2 separate regions of the Oryzias latipes genome follow, and region 1 is linked to region 2. Evidence: chromatin contacts called from public Hi-C data. All regions are on one chromosome and are shown on one strand. The core of a region is the stretch at or near the end of the contact, and the rest is flanking DNA. Distances in the headings are between cores, read along the strand shown. Region 1 holds the start of dph6 (diphthine--ammonia ligase). Region 2 overlaps meis2 (homeobox protein Meis2).

Evidence for each region. Hi-C and Micro-C count contacts between places; a contact is called where the count stands out from the background.
Region 1: a Hi-C map of fibroblasts shows a contact between it and region 2, with 2.1 times the contacts expected there. The contact joins the promoter of dph6 here to the enhancer-like site in region 2. A contact is called at or near these places in 2 of 5 Hi-C or Micro-C datasets (embryo and fibroblasts).

What each region holds. Positions count from the first base shown.
Region 1 is chr22:7,407,507-7,414,854 of ASM223467v1, reverse strand. It overlaps dph6 (diphthine--ammonia ligase), which reads right to left and starts at 2,048. Exons shown (of 15, transcript XM_023951414.1): 1 at 1,576-2,048; 2 at 1,111-1,202; 3 at 167-351. The coding sequence starts at 1,601.
Region 2 is chr22:7,245,372-7,252,739 of ASM223467v1, reverse strand. meis2 (homeobox protein Meis2) reads right to left here. Exons shown (of 14, transcript XM_020713483.1): 14 at 4,219-6,067. Among protein-coding and RNA genes, the nearest start is that of LOC111946850, 37 kb to the left of the region's middle. Within about 2 kb of position 2,464, at least 2 of the 8 cell types and tissues checked have an H3K27ac peak or open chromatin away from gene starts, as enhancers often do.

The DNA of each region.
Region 1 (7,348 bases), core at 799-3,298, 160 kb before region 2:
CAATTAGCTCTTCCATCCAGTCACCTAAAAACCTGACACCAAGCTTGTTCTCTCAAGAGATATAACAGTTGACTTGAGGTTTGGAGATTTTTAAGCAATAACAAATCAGAATAGGTACATGTTACAGGTGAACCCCTTTGGCAGAAATAAGAAATAAAATATCTACCTTAACAAGATGCAGCAGCTGGTACAGGTCTTCCACCTCGTCGCCCTCCGTCTCACTGTAGTTTCTGCTGGTGTCCAGACTTGAGCCCTGAATTGTGTGTCGATACAGCGGCAAGTCCATGGCCTCTGCATACAGCTCAATAGCCTGGTGGCCCACCGTCTGGTACATGTAGCTGTCCAGCTCATCTATGATTAATCAAAAACATGTTAATGTCCCCACTGACAACATACTTACTTTACATTTTTAAAAAAAGGTAGATAATATCATCTAAAACTTACTGATGTTGCGAGTGTTAAGTGTACCAAGAAAGTAGGCTATGTCAGTCAGTGTTTCTGTGTATTAACAAGAATGAACTTGAAAAACTTAGGTCATGTGAATACTGTTAATTTTGCTCTAAATTATGCATACACAACAGACAAGCACATCCTAAATTAGTGGTTCTTAAAGAGGGGTACGCACTGTAAGGTAAATTTGATAGTATCCAGAGGTACTTGAGATGCATTTTTAAGGTCTAAAAAAGATTTATTTCACTTCTGTTGTCCCTGTAATAAAAATATGAATAGAAATTAGTGTTTAATGGTTTTCATTCACTCTCACCTTAAGAACTCGAATTGTGGAGTCAAACAAAAATTGAAGTTTTATGTGGAATAATTTCTGTTGACAATAAAATAATTATTTTATTTTTAGTACAAGCCTTAATTTGTTTTCATCTCTTTTGTTTTCAAATGTAAAAAAAAATCAAACATGAAAATGTGAATTTTATATCAATAAAACGTTTTGCTCTGTTTAAGTAGTAAACAGAGAAGGTCCAAGCTTTCCATATCTGTGCAAAAGTTTTTTCTTTTTTTTTTTTTTACTGAGCTGTTTAGACAGGAGACATGACTAGGAAAAGATTGAGACCCACTTTCAATATAATAATCCAGACATTATCAGCTGTTCTTCACCTGTGTGAGCAGGGCGTAGGTTGGCCAAAGCCACGATCCTGTGTCCAGCTGCAACACACTGCATCATGTTGTAGCAGCTGTCTTTACCCCCACTGCAGCACAACACAAAACACACGCAAAAGGGGAAAGACAAAATATGCTAACCAAGATACTGTGCATCACTTAAATAGAAATGGAAAATGTCTGTGCAGGTTTAAGTTTTTTTTTTTTTTTTTTAATAATTTTTATTTAGTAGATCAGAAGAAAACCCTCTGAATTTTCAACTGCATTATTTCAATGAATGTTTTTATCAAAACGCTAAATATTAACGACATCCCTTTAAACCTTCGTTTTGAAAAAGGGAGAAGGTGGATGCATATATATCATTGGATAAATGCAACACTAGGACGCCGGTTTTCTTTCTACAACAGTACATCACTGACTAAACTACAAATCATTTTAAGGCATTAAACTTAGCAATGTTACCTTATCAACGCGACCACCTTCATCATGTTGTACCGATTTATAGTTCAGGAGTTTAGAAACGCGAGGAAAATAGTTGCTATGGCACAGGGTACAAAATACACGCTAGCAACTTGCTAATGTAAACAAGAACATGTGAGTAACAGACTTCCGGGGTTCAATAAGGACCCCTTAAAATGGAAGTTGTCGTTTATTATGCCTGATTGTAATTCGATGTTATTTTGGTTTTAGTGTGTTAAAAAAAAGATATTGTTATTAAAAAATTATGTACCAAGTCAAGTTCCGAATAATAAAAGTTCATTTTTGTTAAAACAATGCATATTAGGATACAGGCTTTTTATTGTCATACATCATATACTGTTACAGAGACAAACATTTAATTAAAAAAATAATAATAATAATTTAAGAAAAACAACTAAGTGTATTTTTTAAATGTCCTGGCAGGACACAACTTAATTTTACCAAGCTCATTTGTAAAATAGACCTCAATTGAAAATATATGGGAATTTGTATATGGAACATGCTGTAGCTACATAAAAAAGAAACAACAAAATATTTCATAATTCAATATTAGAAAAATAAATTTTCACATTAACTTTATACAAATAATAAAAATGGGGATTTGCCTTTTATCAATTATGTTATCTTAAGTCATATATTCCCAGGTCTACTATAAACTTACCACATGTTGAATAAATGTACCAAGTTTTGTGATTTTTCTATTTACACCAGCCGCAGTGCATAGTGTATTACAGCATAATCAAAGTAGATAGGCCCCCTCACTTCGTTCACACTCATCCTTTGCTTCCTGTGGTCCCATGAGAGGACCAAAAGTCCATGCACTGGTATTCACACACAGAGGTAGTGCTTTTCCTCTAAGGGAGCCCTGTTTTGCTCAGAGGAAACCCTTTGATGCTCCTTTTGCTCTCTGTTGTTGTGCCAGAGCTGAATAATTGCAGAGCTTTTGTGTGCCTCTCTCACCTTCTACCCTTAAGCGGGCCAAAGGCAACTCATTCTGTCTGAAAGTACAAAATTGAGAGAGACGTATCTTCATCCCATCGCTTTTAACTAGGTTCCTTTTTTTGTTTTGTTTCTGTTTTTGTTTCATCCTGAGTAAATAAAAAGCCTAAAACTTGTAGATTTGGATAATCTGTGCTGTAGAACACCAAGAAAAAAGTAAAGTATATCTTGCTGTTTATTTAGTGATACATTTTCAATGCAGTATAAGTTAAATAATTTGTTAATTTTACACCAAAGGGACGAGAAAAAATGTTGAATATTTTATCTTTACCTTTTGCTTCTTTTTTATTTCCATGTTTATAATAAAAAAACTATCCTATTATACCTATCCACAATAAAAGAAATTGTGATTTATATTTGGAAAACTCAAGTATATTCAGACACAATGTTGTGGCATGGTAAAAGTCAACTGGGCCACAGGTTTGTGAAGTACACTAAATAAATCACAATAACAACCAACCAAAATAATATTTGTGAAATGTATATTTCATCTCTGCTGGACAGTTCATTTGACAGAATGAGTGATATAGTTTTCAAATGTTCCTTTGATATGTCGGCTTAAAAAATGTCCCTGTCCTGGAGAGAAGCAGGACAATCCCCCTGGGCCTGGGTGTCCTTCAGTTTTGTTAACTCATTAATATGTCACCTGATTTCCAATTTTGTGGGTTGTGCTTTATAACAGCCGTTCTCCCTTGTAATTTCCATGAAAGCCCACACTCATAAGAAATGGCTAATGCAAATTTTGTCACTTATCACATTTAATTTATGCAGTTTTATTATCCAGACAAATAAAGAGGTGTGTTGTTTACGTTTTTATTTGTGACAGCGTTTTTGCTGACGTAAAAGAACATTTTATGTCCTTATTGTTGGTGCGAATGGGGATAAAAAGTGTTGATAGATTGCCCAACTGAGACACAGCCAATGGACGTGAATATGAGACGCATAAATATGAAGGCAAGGCGGCAGGAGCCAAATGACACCCTTGGCCTTTCCTTAAAGGAGCATGTGCATATGACAGGTGATTTACACGGACATACAAGCTAATTTTTGTCACACAAGGACACAAAAAGTTTGAGTGTAATGAGAAACTAAGGCTTCAAATGACAAGACAATAAATTGAGTTTCAGAACAGGCCATCCAAGGTTGCAGGATAAGTGGCCAGAACACAAACACACATACACACTTGTGGTGCTTTCAACAAAACAACACAAAAAAATGCTGCATCCTTCTTTCTCTATACAGACCCAAAACAACGTGCCCATCTACAGATCATTGCATGGAGAAATACAGAAAATTATTATTTAAAGTTTGACTTTTTGTACTGACAAGAACAAACCATAAAAACAAATTAAGTTGAAAATGGGGCATTGTGCTGACTATAGATTTATGCCATAACAACGCAATCTGCATCACACATTCTGCTGAAGAATGGAACTCTTTGGAGTTTGATATTTAATTTATTAAAGTGTAAGTGTGGGTCTTTTATTGTTTGCCAAAATTTGAAAAAAATGCATCATTTTGTAGGGCAAAGTTTCTGCAGAGCAGCAATTGTTCATCAGAAATTGTCCTCTGAGTTGTGCACTGAACTGTTGCCACAGACTAAGCCTGTCTTCATGTCCTATCATCCCTTTGTTGTCACTCTTTCCCCCTAGCTTAAAGTCCCTCAAACCCCAATCTAATATAACGGTGCAACAAAATGGCGAGCCATATTGGAGCTGTCCAGCTGTACGGTTTTGAGCCAGATTTCAGCTCAGACGAGGAAAACAATCTTCTGGATCTAGTCGTCTGCAAGTGGATGCATCGGAATGGAGCAGAGCAGGGAGCTTGTGGCCCTCCGACTGAAGCACCTACATCATTGCTGCAAACTTTTTCTAACTGCACTTTTTGTCTGCTGATGATTTACAACGTTTTGAAAAAAGAAAGACTCAGAAATGCAATTTTGAGCTTAACCTTTTATGTGTGTTCTCCATCAAGAGAAAATGCTACATAAACAGGTTAAAAACACCCGGTTTTCATTGGAGTGGTTCTTCAATGGGAGCTTGAATAGTCTTTAGTGTTACTGAAGCTGCTCAATGAAATGACCCATGAGGTGAAACTCAGAGTCCCATAAAACAATAAATTAGCGACACTTTTTTCATGAAAGTCCCTGTGATTTTTCAGTGATAATGTGATAAAGGACCCCTTTTGAAATAAGTCCTGTAAAACATCAAAAAAGGAGAAACTAAAGTGGGCTTTGATTAGTTTCTATGCAGGTTGTCTTCTTTTTCAATTTGATTGGTAAAACACAAATGGAACAATGATCAGATGGACAGCAAACAAGTTTCATTCATTAACTTGTATTATGGTACCAGCATTCAAAACCTATTTATTATTCAAAAATAAAGGATTTTGTGCAGTTTCCATATTAATGAAAAACAAACAAATTAACGCACATTTTTTGAAAACTCTATAATGTAAGAGCTCAGCCAAAACTACATGAGTTCATCATTTTTTTCATGGACTAAAGTCTCTTTTTAAGTGTATGTCACGCTAAATTTACAAAGGTATTTTTTTCCACAGACTTGTTGTGCATTTAAAATTCAATAATGTCAATGGAGGAACCCCAAAAGCAAAAAACAAAAATAAATCTGTAACACGCTATAACAATTGAAAATCCATATAAAAATAAACAAATCTTGTTATACTTCCTTCTCTTTTCTTTTTAGATTAGATTTAATGAGGGCTGATGACTATAAAATGTTGTGTTGATGCTGTGATGATTTTGCACCACAGTGACTGATGACTGAAAGTAGACAGGCCTATTTTTAACTGTACTCCAGTCTGCAGTTGTCTCCAACAGGCACTCATTTTCTAAAGAACTATCAGCTTAATGATACCTCTTTAGGGCCCAACCACATCCAAATCAGTTAGTAAACAACCCAAACGGAGATCTGTACACATTTTTACAGACAATTAACTGTTATCACAGGAGGCCCAAATGGATTAGTGGGCTCATTAATGTCTGAGGCTAATCGGCTCTTGATTGGAAATGTGAGAGAATGTGAAAAAAAAAGCTGTGGTTGGATCCAAATTGTATTTGAACATGAAATCGTCCTTACCATCAGCCCCAGTCTGCAAACAGTCATTTCAAATATGGGCTGTTTTTTTTGTTCTTTCGATGTTAGTATCCTGCATTGATGGGAATTTAGCCTAGCTGCATTTAGTTCCTCACAAACAGGAAAAAATTAAAATAAAAATAAAAAAGAGATGTTTAAGTATGTGGACTCCTCCGCTCTGGTAAAAATCCTGAGATTGCTATAAACAATAGGTTTGGTCATCTAAATTACAAGTCCTTGTTTGTCCTTCCCCTTTTTTTAACATTGTCTTACTGTGATACAGCGTTTCTATAAAGGTTTAATTTTCTTTTTCAAACTGAATTTTTATGACAAATCATAGATCCTTTTATAGCAAACAGCAGATTACAAAATGTTGAGCTGCACAATTTACCTAAAAGGTGCAGCAAAGATAAAAAATAAAGCCCACACACCTTGGTGATGTTGGCATTAGATAGTTACAATTTTATTCAAACGCCTTCTTTGTAATTCTTATTGATCACAATTCTGCATGAATACGTTTTCTTTACTTCTTTTTGGTCAAAATTACCAACTTGGCCTGTATTTCCACATTGGTGCACTGGGCATTAAAAAAAACACTTTTTTGGAAGCACTTTTTAGTTCTACAAATAACAATTTATTAATAATAATAACAAAAAGGGAATTATGTGGCCACCTGCATAGATCCAAACAGAAAACACTAAAATTCATAAATGAAGAGCAAAACTGTGCAGCTTTGCTCTTTATACTGAACCCATCCAGTGCCAAATGATCTCAACTCTAGTAAGTACTCTCAAAAGATGAAAGTTACCTCAGAAAGAAGAGCAATAGTCAGACCAACCAACCTTCAAAAGCACAACTGCAATTTCCTGGATGTTTCTTCTTGATTTCAAAAATCCTACTTTTAGTGTCCTGGAAAAAAATTATAGCTTCAAATGGTTGGAGCTTCAGAAGCTTCTGCCAAAGGGATGTGGTCCATTATGGTAGGCCACCATTCAACCAGTTATAAAGCAGCCAAAGCAAACTGCATGCACCCCATCACCTGGCCAGGCTGCCAGAGACAGTTTTACTCCGGGGATCATCAGTCTCGTGGTTCACAGAGACTTTCTTCTTCCAGAGATCCAAACCACTAGACTCATAGCGTCATCGCTGTGCCATCCAGGTCTGTTATTAAATACATCCACAGAAATAAACCACCTTTTCTCTGCACATCCATATGTTTTGTTATAAAAAGCCCAAACATTTAAAGAATAATCTTTAGCACCATATTTATTGTTTTTTATTGGTAATTATTTTACTTTGCAGCCCTAAATTAATTTTCAAAATGTAAATAAAGTCTACTATAAGTTTAAAAAAGCAATGTCAACAGGACCTCTACTATGTTGTGTTAGTAAAAGAGTTTATAATCCTCAAATTGTCTGGTGGGATGCAATAATTAGCTCGTCTGCTCTCTGATATACAATCCGCTGACAGTTCCCCTCTATGCCGACAAACACACTTCTAATCCAGGAAATGGCCTGCAATCAGAATATCGAAGCTGACATCAGAAGTAGCCACTGAGGCGATTCCCACACACTCCTCCCATAGCTTCAAAGGTCTTCCTGGGCCTGTTATGGGTCTCCCTCGTGATGAAGTCTGACACTCCACAAACACAAAAGCCCCAA
Region 2 (7,368 bases), core at 1,215-3,714:
CCCCTGCCCGTCTCCTGAGTCCTCTCCTCTTATTTACAGTTCTTGTGAAATGTCTCACTTTGCTGCCCTCGGCTACCCGCAAGATATTTCTAAGTCTCTCTCAGAATAACCCAAGAAAATTAGGAATGAAAAAAAAGGACAACAACCCATAAATGAGGGAAATCGATATATTCTTCCCTCACTGTTAGGATTTTAGTCTCATAATGGAATAATGCTAGATTTATTTGAGAATCTTATGGTTTATCAAGCCATAAAGCGTGATTATTTCACCGCGAAAATAGCGGTCAAATGTTGACAACCTGGAGGCGATGAGAACACAGTGCTGGAAAAAAACAGGCAATATAATGAGAAAAAAGGGGGTTACCAGAGGCTCGCCTAATTAAATCTTAACTGAATGAAACAAAGGTTTGAGTACCTCAAGGCTTGACTAAACTCCGGCTATTTGCCTTTTTATTGCGCTTTATTTATTCTGCACTGGCATGCCCTCCTTTATTCATCTCCAGCAGCTTCCAGACTGGCCACTGCAATTTTCATCTTAATTCCAAAGCCCCGTAGCTATGTTATTTGACTAATTATAATTTTTACATAATTAAAAATTATTTTTATGGCATGGAAGTGTGTAAAGGGTGGGGGGAGTGACAGCCGCCCATTTTCAAGAGGACAGGCATCATTGAAGTGTGAAAAAAAACTTTTGAAATTAGAGGCTAATCATTTTTTTCTAACAGTTTTAAAATGAAATATTGACATTTCTCATTTTCCTCAACCCCCATTTTTTAAAATGAAATCCAGGCGGTGTTAAGGATTTATTTTTAGCAAAAGCCTTAGTTTCCTATTTATCAAAAAGCCATTGCGCGCATTATAAGGCCAAAGGAGAGTCATCAGTGGGACTATCTGTAGCCGCGCTTCTCCCTTTCCATTGTCTGCCGAAATCCTATCATAAATGATAAATAGATAATGGAGCTGTCTCCTGCAGACGCGTTCATCAGCGGTAAATGGAAGCTGGCGCAGAGCACCACAGAGAATTAAAGCGGGAGAGTTTGCAACATTCCTGCAGGGGATAAGTTGTTGACAATTAAAGAACACACACGAAAGGAGCGAGGCAGAGGCACGGCCTACAGGGAGAGGAAGCGAGGTCAGACGCGCGTTTACTGACCGTTTGCACCTTTTCCCGCTTTTTAATCCAGAAATACTTTTTGGAGTAATTTTTAGGATCTGCTTTTTCTTCTATAGATTTTTAATTGAATCTAGATTTGATTAAAAAAAAACTTTAATGTTGCTATCCATGCGTATATATTTATGCTTCAGTGATCCTCCTTGCGCTTTTCCTTTGTTTGGTCTTGGTTTTTTAGAAGTATTTTTCTAAGCACCTGTTTCTTTTTTTTTATTGTATTTGTCATTATTTTATATTCATTTTTTTTACCTTTTCAATGCATCTGATTTTCTTGGAAATGCGTAATTTTCTCCTGGAAGAGGAGTGTTTTTTAAGCGGGAAAGACAGGAAAAAAGTCCCTTTCGGTACCACTTTATGTAACATACAATCAAAAGAAGGGGGAAACAGGAAAGTATGCTTTTTTTCTTCTTCTTCAAAACAAAACAAACAACATTGCAAAAAGGAAAACCAGAAAGGATAAACATGGAAAGTGCTTCATGGAAAAGTTTTGTTTCTCACATGAGTTATTTTGTTGATTACGCAGATAAACCCTGCCTCCTCCTTTAAAAAAGAAGAAAAAATAAGACAAAAAGAAAAAAAAAACACCTCTGTCCCCCAGAAAGCCTTTTGGTGGTGCTATAATAAACCATTTTCCCTCGGCTTTATTGATCAGTCACTCTGAGCTAATGTAATTATCCTCATCAATAGGGGGACTGCAGGGAGAATCATTATGCGGTTGACATTGATAAATGATCAGCCAAATGCGGCCCTTTTTCTCCCAGGGACCCCCGCCTCTGACCCGCTCACGCAGGCCTGCAGAACGTCGTCATAGAAACACCTTATGGCAAGAGGAGCAAAAACTGCTGAAATGTTTCAAAAGGGAAAGAAGGGCAGTGCGCGCTCGGTGCACGCACGAAAACCTACAAACCGTCCCCCCTGCGCAAAAGCCAGCTGCAGAGCGGAGAAGAGTCAGCCCCCCGCGCGAGCTTTCATCTTCATCACCCAAATCAGCAATTTGAAAGAAAAACAGAAACTAAAACTTTAGGTTGTCCCCTTCCCCCACCATATACCCCCCCCCCCACTCTCTTATCACAAACTTCACTTTTGGTGATGCGCTTCAGAAACGCATGCGCGTTATTTGTGTGTGGACTTTTATTATTATTGCACGAAAAAAGAGTGTCTTCCAGAGGACCCGGGCTGCATTGTGCAGCAGAGCAGAGGGAATATATTCCTTATTTTATTCCTGCAGCAGCAGCCCGGACTGGCTTTGACAGGGAGGAGATGAAGGGGAGGAGTTGTTTAGCTCGGCTGGATCATCCATCATCCCTGTCACACCGAATCGGCAAAAAGGAAAGCAGCAGAGGCAATCTACCTTCTGGCTCATCGGGGAGGAGGTGAGGAGGAGGAGAAAGAGGAGGTGGTGGTGGTAGTAGTGGAGTGGAGTGGAAAAAGAAAAGAGGAAAAAAAAACTATTAATATTAAAATCCTCTCCATCCACAGTAATCCTCGCGTTTCTCTCTTTTTCATCAGATAATCTCCGCACAAAACGGCGGGGTTCTTCCTTCCGTTTTTCTCCACTGAATAAAAAAAGAGACAAAACAAAAGAGCATCTTCTCATTTTAGGTATTTTAAGGGAAAATATTTCAGCGTTAACCAAAGTGGGGTGCAAAAAACAGTTTTTAATCCCTGTTCAAGGCTTAACACTTACATGGAAAACACTACAGCCGATTTTTCAGCCTTTAAAAAAGACTAAAATACTCAATTAAAATAAATATGTAATTATATATATATATATATATATATATATATATATATATATATATATATATATATATATATATATGATCTTTCAAATATTTAAGAGTTGAGACGCTTCAAATCGAATCTGCCTTTATTGCAGAGAAACCTGTTTCTAGAAATAATATTAAATACATTGATTTAAAAAATAAACAAAATTCCAATCATTTTGAATTAGTTATGAAAAAAACAAGCGACTTTGAAAAAAAGGACAATTTCACATTTTTTTCCAGATACTTTCGTCTCCAAAAAAATTATTAAAACCATTGATTTTTGTTTTTTGTATAACTAATATAAAATTTTGCTTAAATGCTGCACAAGTTAATTTAAAATTAATTTAAAAAAAAGAGGACGATTTGAAATTGGAAATCAAAGAAAAGAAATTTAAAAAAGAAGAAAAGAACGGAAGTCAACGATCATGCCGAACTTTTGTTTGAAAAGCAAAAAACATTTCAGGTCAAGTGATTCCGTCATTTGTGGTTTGAGGCGAAGATTTAGGCGGCCGCGGGCAGACACGGACAGAAGAATGAGAGAAAAAAAAAGAGATGGGCTGTAACACTAACCGACAGTACCCGAATAAACCGACAGGCGGCGCTGCAAAACGACAAGAACAAGCACAGCACACAGACTGCATTCTGTTCTCACCGTGGATGAGGGAGCAAGACCTCTTAATTATTATCATTATCATGTGTTTTCCTTTTTTAACAAAACAAAAAGTAAGAGTTAAAAGGATTTAGATAAATCTTTGATATGTTTAGCTTTTGACAAATAAAATATTTAAATCACTTCTGTTGTGCTCAAAATGTCCCAGAAAATTTTTGTTAAATTTAAGTTTCTATCTCCTTTTTTGGCTTAAATTAACTGAAAAGCTTTTTAATTCTTGCCGTTGTGTTCCTGCAGTTTATCTTCTGGTGTAAAACCAAAATGACTGGAGAATTTGCCTCGTGATTTGCACCCTCAATTTGCATCTGTCAGTTTTTTAGCACTTAAAGGGGGACATTTGTGAGCCTAAGTATATTTTGTTTGTTTGTTTTTTTTAGCCAGTTGTTGTGATTTCAAGAGTGGAATAAAATCCTAAATGAAACTTCTGGGCCCAAAGAAAGCTTTTCACAAACAGAACGTAAAAAGAGAGTGGAAACGCATGGACTTTTATGACATTGTGCAAAAATAAATTCCACATGCAAACAAACAATAGTTCATCAAGTGACTGCTGATCTGTGGAAATAGGAAGGAAAAAGGTTGTATGCGACACAGTTAATCACACAAAAATCTAACAAAAATCAAAAATGAAATATTTATTACAGCATTTGTGACTGAACACCTTTTAAACATTACGTCACAGTCCTCATACAAGTATTTTATGTATTTTTGACAAAGCTTAAGGGAGACGGCATCTTATCATCTAGTGAGGAACACGTGCTGAAAAAGGAAGGAATTCATGGACATACAATATCAATGCCACAGCAGATCTGAAACTAGCAAAAACATTCTTTTTCAATTGAGGTAAACACATAGAATATCTAACATGAAACAATTAATAGACTGAACTCTGTACGAAGTTTGTTACAATATTCTCTCAGCTTTTTTTTTCTCCCAAAAGCATTGAGTTCATAATTTAAGTAGTTTTTTTTTCCTTTTTTTTGTTTTTCCTTTTCCCGTTTCAGGTTCTTTTGGTGCATCCACTGTCAAATGCTCCTCCAGTGCCACAAAATCAACATTTGTGTCAGTACTGTACTGTCCCCATGGCAGGTGTGTTGATTCGCAGATCAAGAAGCGATGCAGGATGTTTCTGTTCCACCAAACTTCCTTCGATAGGCTCTTACCAGTGAGAGTCCAGGGTACAAAAAATATATTAAAATAAAAATGTATAAAACCAACACAATCCAGTGCTTGGGCGATTCAAACAAAGAACTTTTTTTTTTTTTTTTCCTTTAAAACTTACGGGGCAAACATTCATTGATGAATCAAAGGGGGAGAAAAAACAGAAGGGCATGAAAAATGTTCAAACTGAATCTTCTGGAGAGATCCGGTGTCATTTAGCAGCCTTTTCCCATCATGCCCTGTTCTTGGGAGGGGCAGGGCCTGGTTGCCCTCTGTGGTTTGAAGCCTTTTTGAGATGTTCCATCTTCTTATTGTGTTTTTCTTTTCTTTCCTTTTTTTTTCTCCTTCTGTTTCGTTTTCTAGTGCTGTGCTGCGAGACAGTTTCTCCTCTAGGAAGGAGCACACACAGTGTGAAAGAGAAAAAAGGTTGACCTTTCGTTCTAAAACTAGCTCAGGAAACATAAATCATGTGATCAACAAAATAAAAAATAAAAATGCACAAGTTTTAACTTATTTATCTATACTTTTTATACTACAGTAGTTATAACTCTTGGAGTCTTTCCGTTGTTTCTTTTTTAAATCTTCCGGAGTGATAATATTATGTCACACAAAAGTGTATTGAACGTGTTTACGATGGCGTGTTGAGTGGGTGTGTGAAACGTGTTTTCAATGTGTGCGTCTGTCCATTCCTCGCACACATGCTCATCAAAACATCTTTTGATGATCTTTACCAAAAGCTGAAGACTTTACAAAGTGTTTCTGCCAGCTTGGTCCTTCTTTTGGATGAAAGTAACAAAATTGACAAGTTTCTTTAAAAAAAAAAAGTATCACAGCTGACTGGAATTCTGCTTCTTTAAATGTCAAATTCTGCTCAAAAGGGTTTGCTTTGATTCTTAAAAATAGTCTCAAAATAGGATTTGTCAGGCTGCTTTGTTTGTTTTTTCCGTTTTTTTCTTTTTTTTTCTTGTTGTAGCTCCTGTTGTGGTAACAAAGTTCCCTTATTCTATTGGGCATGGATGTCCATGCCTTGTCCTCCAGTACTGGGGTCAATGGGAGTGAGCAAAGGGGGCCTCTGTGCAGGCATGGGCATTCCTGGGTGTGACGAGGGTCCTCCGTGCATTAGCATGGCGTGGTGGGAATGGTGGGCATGATCTGGTAGGTACCCACGGAGAGGGGGTCCGTGTCGAAGGTGGGCGGGATGAGAGGTCATCTGATGAGGGTTGGCGTAAGTGTGTGGGGCCATGGTCATGCCGATAGGACTGTTCTGAGGTACGTACTCCCCTGGCATGCCTGGCAGACCTGGGAGAAAGACGGAAAGAGGAAATGTATTGATGCAGTCGATAAAAGTGTTCCCTGACTGCAGCTTTGGCACGCTCCTTCTCCATTAACAGCCTTTAATTCAATTTCAACTCAACTTCACCAACAAAGAGCTTAGCAGATTTTTATGACATTGTGTGTGTCAGAGAGCTTTTAGCTTCCACAAGTAAAGAGAGACATTATTGCCCTGGTCTATTTTAGGCAATGGTGAGTGGTTTACAATGCCCAATAGCGTTGTGGTCGGGTCTCAGGTTGGAAAATGATCCCCAGTCATCCGCAGACACTGTAGTCCTGTAGGATGGGAGGAAAACCAAGCAGGCATATTGATGGGAAGATGTGCTAATACTTTTACAAGTGGAACAGTCAATTCCACGGCTGAATCTAACGACAAACCGAACAAGGAGTCTCTCATGAGGACGCGTCTCTCTGAACATATTTGATTTAGAATCCTTTAAAGAAGCTTTTGAATAATTTAGCGCTCAGTTAGTTATATCAGCAAGACAGTGAACACTAAAGGCTTGCTTTAATCCCAAGAACGAGAGCACTTTAAGCTTACTCATCATTGCATGAATGGTGTGGGTTTTGGGAGAAGAGAAGGAGGCTGCAGGAAGACAGGACAACAAAGATAAAAGAAGGCAGGGAGAGAACACAAAGGCAAAGAAGTGTGTGGGGGGGTATGCTGATGTCTTCTAAGGTGGACCCCACTTCTTACATGTAGAGAGCCCAGCATGCTGTCATCTCTCATACTGTGATGAGACCCAGGACACAGAGCGGACTCAGGAGTGCCACTGTTTGGCTTTTAACATGACTTTGTTGTAATCAGGAAGAAAGGAGCAAGATGTGGTGGTGGGGGGTTGTTTCTGGGGCCTGGGACTGGAGTATGGGAACATGGCCGGTCCAGAGACCTGGACCTTGGGGAGAGGCAAGTGAGCAGGCGGTCCCACTGGAGCCAGGGGCCCTTGGTCTGGGATTGGGTCTGGGCTGGCCTGCTTTGTAATGTGAACCCCTGGGGGATTAGAAGCTGTAATAGGTGGGGAGAGGTCGGTGCGAGGTCACTAGGCATGCTCACTCTCTGCATTCCTGCACCTTAGTACACTGCAATTAAGAAATTACACTGGAGGGCCCTGGTAAGGGGAAAAGGAGGAGGACAGAGAGGAGAGAGGGACACCAAAGGCCAAGATTAATGATCAGTCTCACAGTTTGAGAGCTGTGCCGTTTTCCAACACTCCCTTTGCCCGTCAGTTCATTGGAAATGCAAGTGTTTGTCGGAGCGGGTCTCTTAA